Regions from separate parts of the Macaca mulatta genome. Here region 1 is linked to region 2. A link is a contact called in public Hi-C data. All regions are on one chromosome and are shown on one strand. The core of a region is the stretch at or near the end of the contact, and the rest is flanking DNA. Distances in the headings are between cores, read along the strand shown. Region 1 holds the start of DDX59 (DEAD-box helicase 59). Region 2 holds the start of KIF14 (kinesin family member 14).

The links. Hi-C and Micro-C count contacts between places; a contact is called where the count stands out from the background.
Region 1: a Hi-C map of fetal cortex germinal zone shows a contact between it and region 2, with 3 times the contacts expected there. The contact joins the promoter of DDX59 here to the promoter of KIF14 in region 2. A contact is called at or near these places in 3 of 14 Hi-C or Micro-C datasets (cortical neurons, fetal cortex germinal zone and fetal cortical plate).

The regions. Positions count from the first base shown.
Region 1 is chr1:58,320,834-58,325,635 of T2T-MMU8v2.0, forward strand. DDX59 (DEAD-box helicase 59) reads right to left here and starts at 1,626. Exons shown (of 8, transcript XR_013417408.1): 1 at 1,503-1,626. It overlaps LOC144340888 (a long non-coding RNA gene), which reads left to right and starts at 2,138. Exons shown (of 4, transcript XR_013417429.1): 1 at 2,138-2,319.
Region 2 is chr1:58,266,078-58,270,776 of T2T-MMU8v2.0, forward strand. It overlaps KIF14 (kinesin family member 14), which reads right to left and starts at 1,604. Exons shown (of 32, transcript XM_028851869.2): 1 at 1,542-1,604; 2 at 1,204-1,370; 3 at 419-493.

The sequences.
Region 1 (4,802 bases), core at 376-2,875, 55 kb after region 2:
GAGACGGGGTTTCACCGTGTTAGCCAGGATGGTCTCAATCTCCTGACCTTGTGATCTGCCCGCCTCGGCCTCCCAAAGTGCTACAGGCGTGAGCCACCGCGCCAGTCGTGCTTGCACAATTCTTAAGTGTTACAGCCCTGGCACTCTGGATCCAGAGCACAAGCTCTCAACCATATGAGGACTAAGCTCTAATTTTTTATCTTACCCGAATTCCTTTCTAAGGGGTCTGGAGAGTCATGTCCTATAAACCATAAATTCTTATCAGATGGGTTTTATTTAAGCCAATACACAGTGACTGACTTTCCAATCTGACTCTGGCATAACAAGGAAGAAAATAAAAATGTTTTACCCCAAAATATATTTCCTTGCCATACCTTAAAATTGCCCTGCAAAGTCTCCTGTAGGAAAAATCCCCATTTTATAGAGAATTCCCTTCCCCGCTTTGTTTTCCTTCCTTCCTTCCTTCCCAGATCCAGGAGATAATCAACTAAGAGCCAGGAACCCTTTTAAGTCCAATATAAAACAATTTACAACCTGCTCTCTCTAAAGTCTGCTATCTAAGAGCTTCCTCTGCACAATAAAACTTGGTATCCACAATCCTTTATCTTCAGCCTGAACATTCCTTTTAATAACCTCAACCATCAACCAGATAATGTTTACATTTACCTATAGCCTGGAAGCCCCGGCTTTGAGTTGCCTTTCTAAACCAAACCAATGTATTTCTTAAATGTATTTGATTGATGTCTCATGCCTTCCTAAAATACATAAAACCAAGCTGTACCCCAACTGCCTTGGGCACATGTTCTCAGGACCTCCTGAGGACTGTCACTGGCCATGGTCGCTTGTATTTAGCTCAAAATAAATCTCTTCAAATATTTTTCTGAGTTTGATTCTTTTCATCAACCCCGATCTATACCCATTTACACCAAAAACATATCTGCAAAATTACAGTGATTGGGAAGAAGACTTTTAACCTAATCTGGGGACTATCAAATATCCTAACAAATGTTTTTCTTACAAAAATTCTTTGTTTAAACTGCCAGATTCCAACTTCCAGAAAAATTCCAACAGAAATGCAACTGTACGTGGGGTGGCGGGCAGCGCAGGCACGGCTCTATGCGAGCAGGAAAAAGCTTGGAACTCAAAAGTCTTCCAATGGCGAAAGGGAACGGGCTCATGCCGGGAGGGCGGGCAGCGGCGCAGCCTGCAAATCTCGCCAACGCCCCCCGCATCCCCGCACATTGGCGGGCCCTCCTCTCGGGCGTTGCCTCCCACCCACGCCCGGCGGCACCGCACCCCGAGGCGCTTCACGTCATGGAGCTGCTGAGAGACGGGCGGGGCTCCGGTTCCGGGTAGAGGCCTGGGACACGGGGAACTGTAAGGACGGGGCGGGGGGGGGGGCAGCGCAGAGGCACCCGTTCTCCCTCCGCGGCCTAGCGGCCGGGCTCCAGGAGAAAGGGCAGCAGGACGGCCAGGGGCCCGGGCTTCCGGGGCACGCTCACCAGCGCAGGCCTGAGGCCGCGTCCGCTCCCGCTCGGGGCCGGCTCCCCCTTCCAGGCTCCAGGCCAGGCTTCCGCCCGGCAAGCCCTGACCCGCTGGTCAGGACGGCGGCCCGGGACTGGTGGTGCGGAGCGGAGCGCACAATCCACTTCTCCGGGTTTTGGGAGGGGGCCGCAGCCCGCTTTCCGGGCGGTGGGGAGGCGGGGCCACCATGGGGGCGGAGCTCGGCTGGGAGCCGGCAGTGGCTTGGGAGGGAGGGATGAGGAGAGGGGCGGGAAGGCTCCTCGCGTTTTCACGCCCCCGCCCGGCTCTGGGCTGGCGGTAAATCTCGGAACCGGTCGGGATTGGGCGGGTTCTGGACGGAGGGGCACATTTGGGAATCCTTGGAATAATTTACGTAATGGAGTAGGCTGGGATTGGTGGTTAAGAGTCGGAACGTAAGCAAAGAAGCAGCAGGGCGGCGCGGGGCCTGGCACCCTTAGAAAGTGGGAAGTGTGAGTGTAAAAGGGAGGGGCGCTTCTTCCCGTTGGGCTCAAAAACCCTTTTCTGGCTTTAGTAGAGCCACTCAAAATTCAGAGTCAGCTTGATGTGGCGTATTTGATATGCTGGATAATATTTCCTGCACCACCGCACCCCTCCCCGCCAGCCCCAACACCAACAAGAAAGTAACACAAGTCACGGTTCTTGGTCCTTGTGGGCTGACATTTCCCTGTTTTGCCAACCTCTGGAGCCACGTGTCCCAAGCAGTTTGTAGTTGAGAAGTGATGGGGGAAAGGAGACAGCACGGGAGAGGAAGGAGGGAAGCCAGCTTACATTCAGGTGCCTTAAGTAAATATTTTCGATGTAATATTCGATACATACAAAATAGCTATTTACCAAATATGTAAAATGTAAAGTATACTAATGAAAGTATCACTCCACCACGTTATCAGTATTTAGCATGTATCCATGCATCTCCAGGATTCTACTCCTGGCCTCTTAGCTCACCACCATCTTCCGTTTTGTCCCTCTTTGTCATTTTTAGTGGTTTTATCATATTTGGATGCATTCCTAACTGTGTATTCGTGTATTTTTCTTTTTGAGCTTTATAAAATTATATATAGCCTGGAATTGCTTTTTATCGCTCAACATTTGTTTTTTTGATTCATCCAAGTTGTTAAGTGTATTAACAGAACATTTATTTCTTACTGCCCAGTCAAAAGGAAGTTTTCTCCTGTTGGGAATGTATTCAATACTGTAGCCGGTAGGATTATAAATGCGCTTTAAGTATTTTCTTTTTTGATAGGAATCACACAGACTAAATGTATCAACTTCCCAAGTTTGTAGGTCACATACCTATGACAGAACTCTTTTCCTGGGTTTTGTGAAATTTGTAATTGTTGTAATTTCTTTTGCCATTATAAAAAATATTCACTTTTGAACCTAATTTTTATTCATAATTCTGAATCTTTTTCTTTAAAAGCCTCACTCTTCTCCAATTATATAAGCTCATACCCCACAAAACCTGAATCTGCCCCTAGTAATTACTAACAGGGCTAGTAGGAGCATTCTTGTTCACCTTCTGTACTTGCGCTGGACTCTAATTTGAACCTAGGAGCAGCACTACGGCATCAGAGGCTATGGGGGCTGTTCAGCTTTCAAAGATAATGCAGAATTGTTTTCAAAGTGGTTGTACCAATCTGTACGGCCGCCAGTACCGACCACAATTCTCTCTAATCCTCGTTATTTTCACACTTCTTAGTTTTTGCTAGTCTACCCAGAATAAATACCATGTTTTTGTCTTCATTTGCATTTCGTAATTACTGATAAGGTTGAGCACTTTGAAATATGTTGATTATTCCTTCATGTTTTCTCTTCCCCTTCTAAGGGGGTGTGTGTGTGTATACATATATAAGTGTATATATAACGTATATATGTATATATAATGAATAACAATCTTGTTAATTGTGTGTGTTGCAGATATCTTTCTGTTTATAGTGTGCGTTTTAAAATAAAAAAAAATTTTTTTTACTTATTTTGAAAAAAAATCAACCTTATCAAAAAGTTTCAGGATTAATGAACTCCTGTATGCCCATCACATAGGTTCACAGTTTGCTATATTTGTGTGTAGGAGATACGATATATAAAAAATATGTATACTATATATATATATATTTTTTTTTTTTTCTGAACCATTTGGGAGTACGTTGTAGCATATGTCTCCAAAGACAATGATACTCTCTTTTATACTCACAGAAAAATGTTCCAATTGAGGTTGTTTGTTTTTTGAGACAAGGTCTCACTCTGTCACCCAGGCTGGAGTGCAGTGGTGCAATCTCGGCTCATTGCAACCACCTCCCGGGCTCAAGTGAGGCTCCCACCTCAGCATCCCGAGTAGCTAGGACTACAGGCACACCCCACCACGCCTGGAATTTTTTTGTTGTTAGAGATGGGGTTTTGCCATGTTGCCCAGAATGGTCTCCAACTGCTAGGCTCAAGCGATCCACCTGCCTTGGCCTCCCAAAGTGCTGGGATTACAGGTATGAGCCACTGGGCCTGGCTGAAATTTAGGTAGTTTAACATTGATATAGTACGAGTAGCTAACGTGCAGTCTTTATTGAAAATTTACCAGTTGTTCCATTAAGATGTTTTAGAGCTATTTTTTTCCCCTAATCCAGGATTTAGTCCAAAATATTTTCATTTTCTTTATGAAGTCTTTTTTTCCTCTCTCTGTTTTTTATTTTATTTTTTTAAAGAGACAGGATCTTCTCTCTGTCACTCAGGCTGGAGTACAGTAGCCCGATCATGCTGTATGGCTTGTCTATGGTCAATTTTTATATATTTTTAAAACCAGAGAAGAATGTTTATTTACCAATAGATAGATACATGATACTTGCAAATAAATCAAACTTGGTATTTCAGATATTTTGTGTCTTTACTAATGTTCATGTTCAGATTTCCCCATCAGTATTTCCCCATCAGTATTTCTCTTACCTGTTAGTAGATAAAATAGATCAAGCAATCCATCTCCCATTGTAAAGGTAGATGTGTTCATTTCTCCCTGTAGTCCGGCAATTTTAGTTTTGTGTATTTGGGGGGCCATTTTATTTTAGAATCAATATTTGTAAAGCAATTTAAGCATTAATGTGTCATAGAATCTTAGGTTTGAATGCATTCATCAGAGTCCAATCACCACCCCTTGCTACTCTCCATACCCTTGTAGGAGGAATTATTTTATATCACCCTGCTACAGGACCAACCGGCTTGTTGAATGCTTTTAGAGACAGGGTGCCTCCCACCTTACAGGGCAGTCCAGTTCTTCA
Region 2 (4,699 bases), core at 354-2,853:
AAGTGACTTAGGAGATGTAAAAAGTGCATGTCAACATAGATTTTCAAGTACTCCCAGCTTGGGGAGTGGGAAGGACTAAAGGAAACCCTAGCACCTAAATCAGAGTGTGGAGCAAAGTATTTTTATAAATACCTGCTACAAAGTATTTTTTTTTCCACCAATGTTCCATAAGAAGGTTTATTTTATTTGTATAAAATATATATATATATATATATATTTGGACGGAGTCTTGCTCTGTCGCCAGGCTGGAGTGCAGTGGCGGGACCTTGCCTTGCTGCAACCTCCACCTCTCGTATTCAAGCAATTCTCCTGCCTCAGCCTCCCAAGGAGCTGGGACCATACAGGCACCCACCACCACGCCCAGCTAATTTTTGTTGGCCAGGATGGTCTCGATTTCTTGACCTTGTGATCCACCCACCTCGGCCTCCCAAAGTGCTGGGATTACAGGTGTGTGCCACTGCGCCCAGCCCATGTATGTTGAATACAGGAATGCCTACAGAGAAGATTAAATTGATTGGTGTCAGGAGGCAGATTATTCCCAAGTACCACAGGCAGTAAGTACAATAAGAACTGTAAATTAATTGTGTTGAGAAAAACCATGCAAGATTAGATAAACAGACAACCCGCCCTTTAGCAGTAACACAAATTATACAGAGGTGTATGTAAATATACAGCAACAATATCTATCAGGTATTAACGTTTTAAAGAAAGGGAACAGCAGTGACAGCTAAGAGACCTGGCTTTTAGTCAATTTAGTATCCAACTCCTTACAAGGATGTAAACAAGACTTTAAATTTGCATGCCGGGTTCTAACCTGTCAAATGACACTGGTTCAAACTGTTGCAAAGATTATTGCTATCGAGGAACAAATTAATGGAAGGTAATTTTTAAATGAGGCTTTTAAATGTTTACATAAATAACAGTCGTTACAAAAAAAAAATTCGTCAGGTTATAAGCATCTCCCATCAACGTTTCAACTCAAAATACAAAATTCTCCTGTTATGAAATGAATTTAAGGGCAAAAATAAAAGATTCTGTAAATTCTCTTGCAACTAAAAACCATTTGCGATTTGCACAAATTGAGGAGTTTCGCCATCAGATTTTAAAGAGCACTGGAAGGAATACAAGGAATCCAAACCAAAACATCCGGTGGTTGTGTTCTTTCTCTGCTAGTCATTACTAGGGGCTATGACTAAGAATTACCTCTTAATGCCAACCGACTCGGGGAGACTCGGGGAGAAGCCCGCGGGCCCAGCGGCCATGAAGTCCGCCTTCTCGGTCCCAGCAGAGACGAAGAGAAGGGCGAACACGAAGACAGAGAGAAGGGCGCTCTCCTGCGCCCTTCGTTCGGGGACCCCTTTGCCGCCGACCTGGAATTGTGAGGAATTGAACGGGGGAACGGAGCTAAGACCACCCGCACGCAGCGCAGCGGTCGCCTGCACGGAAAGCGTCCGCACGCCCTCCCCAGTGCCGAAACTTCACCCCTCCGCAGAGTCCGACACCCTGGGGAACCCCCTCAAGACAGTCCCCACGCCACTCACCACCTCCAGCGCCGGCTCCCCAGAAGGCCGCAATTTGAATGGGCGCCCCGCCTTCTGATTGGCTGCTGGGCGTTGCGTCGGGTGCCGCGCCTTCGTTTCCTCCCGCCCCCCGGAAGTGCCGGTTGTTGGGCTTTCGTTTCCGTCCCTGAGTGCTAGACTCGCCCTACCCTCATCTCCCAGGCGACGCTCCCGCCGCTCCTCGGGTTCTGCTAAAGCGTGGAGCTTGGTCCGCTTTAAATCCGACCGGTGGAAGGGGCGGCGGTCGCGGGCGCAGCGGGCACCTCGTTGAAGTGGGTGTTAAACGAAAAGCACGACAGTGACACTCTTGTCGATCTTTAATCTAAAAGAAGCCATTACATCGAAGTCTTCACATTGTAAATGGATATTTACCCCCATGTTAATCATAATAATTAAATTTTCTAGTGTTTCCTACGCCAGGCGTTCAAGTAGGAAATATGCTAAATGTCTTATATGAATTTTTAAACACTCAGTCCTGAAAATCTTGTAATAATAAATATTAATGTTATCCCTAGTTTACAGACGAGGAACTGAGGTTTAGAGTTAAACTTGTGAAAGATCAGACAATTAGCAGTGGCATAACTAGAACTCGAAAGTTCTTGCCGCCATACAGTGTAACTCCGTTTCAGTAAAAGTTCCCGTTTTTTGTTTTTTGTTTTTTGAGACGGAGTCTCGCTGTGTTGCCCAGGCTGGAGTGCAGTGGCCCCTGCAACCTCCACCTCCCGGGTTCAAGCAATTCTCCTGCCTCAGCCTCCCAAGTAGCTGGGATTACAGGCACGTGCCACCACGCCCGGCTAATTTTTGTATTTTTAGTAGAGACGGGGTTTCACCATATTGGCCAGGCTGGTCTCGAATTCCTGACCTTGTAATCTGCCAGGGTGAGCCACTGCGCCGCCCAGGCCCCCGTAAGATTTTGAAATCTGAAAAAAAACTACAAATGCATTCTGAAAAATAACCAAATAAATGAGAAAGACTAGATAAATAGATATTGTAAAGCAACAATGTTTTTCAAACAGGCAAAAAGTACAGAGATATTGGAGAAGTATTCACTGAGATAGAGACCATAAGTAGCTCCAATTATATAGACAAACCAAGCAGATGATAAAGTAGTCATTCTAAAACTTACTCTAAAAATCATTCTAAAATCCAATTAAAATTAAGGTATAAGGAAACTATCAGAAAATAGAATACAATATTTATCAGGGCCAGGTGCGGTGGCTCACGCCTGTAATCTTAGCACTTTGGGAGGCCAAGGTGGCCAGATCACTTGCAGTCAGGAGTTTAAAACCAGCCTGGCCAACATGGTGAAATCCCGTGTCTCCTAAAAATACAAAAATTAGCCAGGAAGTGGCGGGCACCTGTAATCCCGGTTACTCGGGAGGCTGAGGCACGAGAATTGCGTGAACCGGGGGGTGGAGGTTGCAGTGAGCCAAGATCGCACCATTGCATTCCAGCCTGGGGGACAAGAGCGAAACTCCGTCTCAAAAAAAAAAAAAAAAAAAAAAAGTATCCCATATATGGGAAAATGATCATTCAATTTAGAAACAAAGCAAGATACATCAAAGACAAACTCAAATACATAAAAATTTTAAACATATGTATAATTCAAAATAATTAAAATGTAAGGTAACTGGAAATATATATTAAACATGACAGAAAATATAAAGACCTTTTTCCATTTTAAAAGGAAACTAGGCTCATAAATAGAATTTTTTAAAATGGACTATGAAAATGGGCAAAGGTATTTCACACAAAAAAGAATTAAGGGCCGGGTGCAGTGGCTCACGCTTGTAATCTCAGCACTTTGGGATGCTGAAGCGGGTGGATCACCTGAGGTCAGGAGTTCAAGACCAGCCTGGCCAACATGGCGAAACCCCATCTTCACTAAAAATACAAAAATTAGCTGGGTGTGGTGGCACCTGCCTGTAATTCAAGCTACTTGGGAGACTGAGGCAGGAGAATCGCTTGAACCCCGGAGGCAGAGGTTGCAGTAAGCCGAGATCACACCATTGCACTCCAGCCTGGGCAACACAGCAAGACTATCTCAAAAAAAAAAGAAAGAAAGAAAGAAAAAAGAATTCACATACATAAAAAAATAATTTATATAAAAATGAAATGCAAACACCTGACCATTGAGTGTAACTTTAAAAAAGAATTAGCTACAAGCTTTTAAAAATTATAATTTTGGTGCTGGTGATTTGCACCAAAATTTAAAAGTATTCATTTCTTTTCTTTTCTCTCTTTTTTTTTTTTTTAAAAAAAAAAACATAGAATCTCACTCTGTCACTTAGGCTGGAGTGCAGTGTCGTGATCTCAGGCCACTGCAGCCTCAACAGCCTGGCCTCAAGTGATCTTCCCGCCTCAGCCTCAGCCTCAGCCTCCCAAGTAGCTGGGATTACAGGCACGCGCCACCTCGGCTAATTTTTTTTTTTATATTTTGTAGAGAAAGGGTTTTTGCCATGTTGCTCAGGCTGGTCTAGAACTCCTGGGCTCAAAGGATCCACCCGCTTCAGCCTTCCAAAGACCTGAGATTACAGGCGTGAGCCACCGTACCTGGTCTAAAGTATACATTTCTAGTGACATAAATTGGTATGCTTCTTTGAGGACAGGGACCATGTCTGTTTGTAATGTATCCCTAGTGCTTAGTATAAGTCCTGATATATAGTAGATGCTCGATAAATATTCGCTGAGTAAATAACACCCCTTTAAGGAAGCAATGTGTTAACATATTGGGAGAATCATAAAGATATTCATACCCTTTGACCTAGTAAATGTACTACAGAAACGAATTCTAAGAAAATTTTTTAGGCCAGGCGTGGTGGCTCACGACTGTAATCTCAGAACTTTGGGAGGCCAAGGTGGGCGGATCACAAGGTCAGGAGATTGAGACCATCCTGGCTAACACGGTGAAACCCCATCTCTACTAAAAATACAAAAATCAGCCGGCTGTGGTGGCAGGCGCCTGTAGTCCCAGCTACTCAGGAGGCTGAGGTAGGAGAATGGCATGAACCCAGGAGGCAGAGCTTGCAGTGAGCTGAGATTGCGCCACTGCACTCCAGCCTGGGCGACAGAATGAGACTCTGTCTCAAAAAAAAAAAAAAAAAAAGAAAATATTTTAGTAGAAACCAAAAAGTATGTAG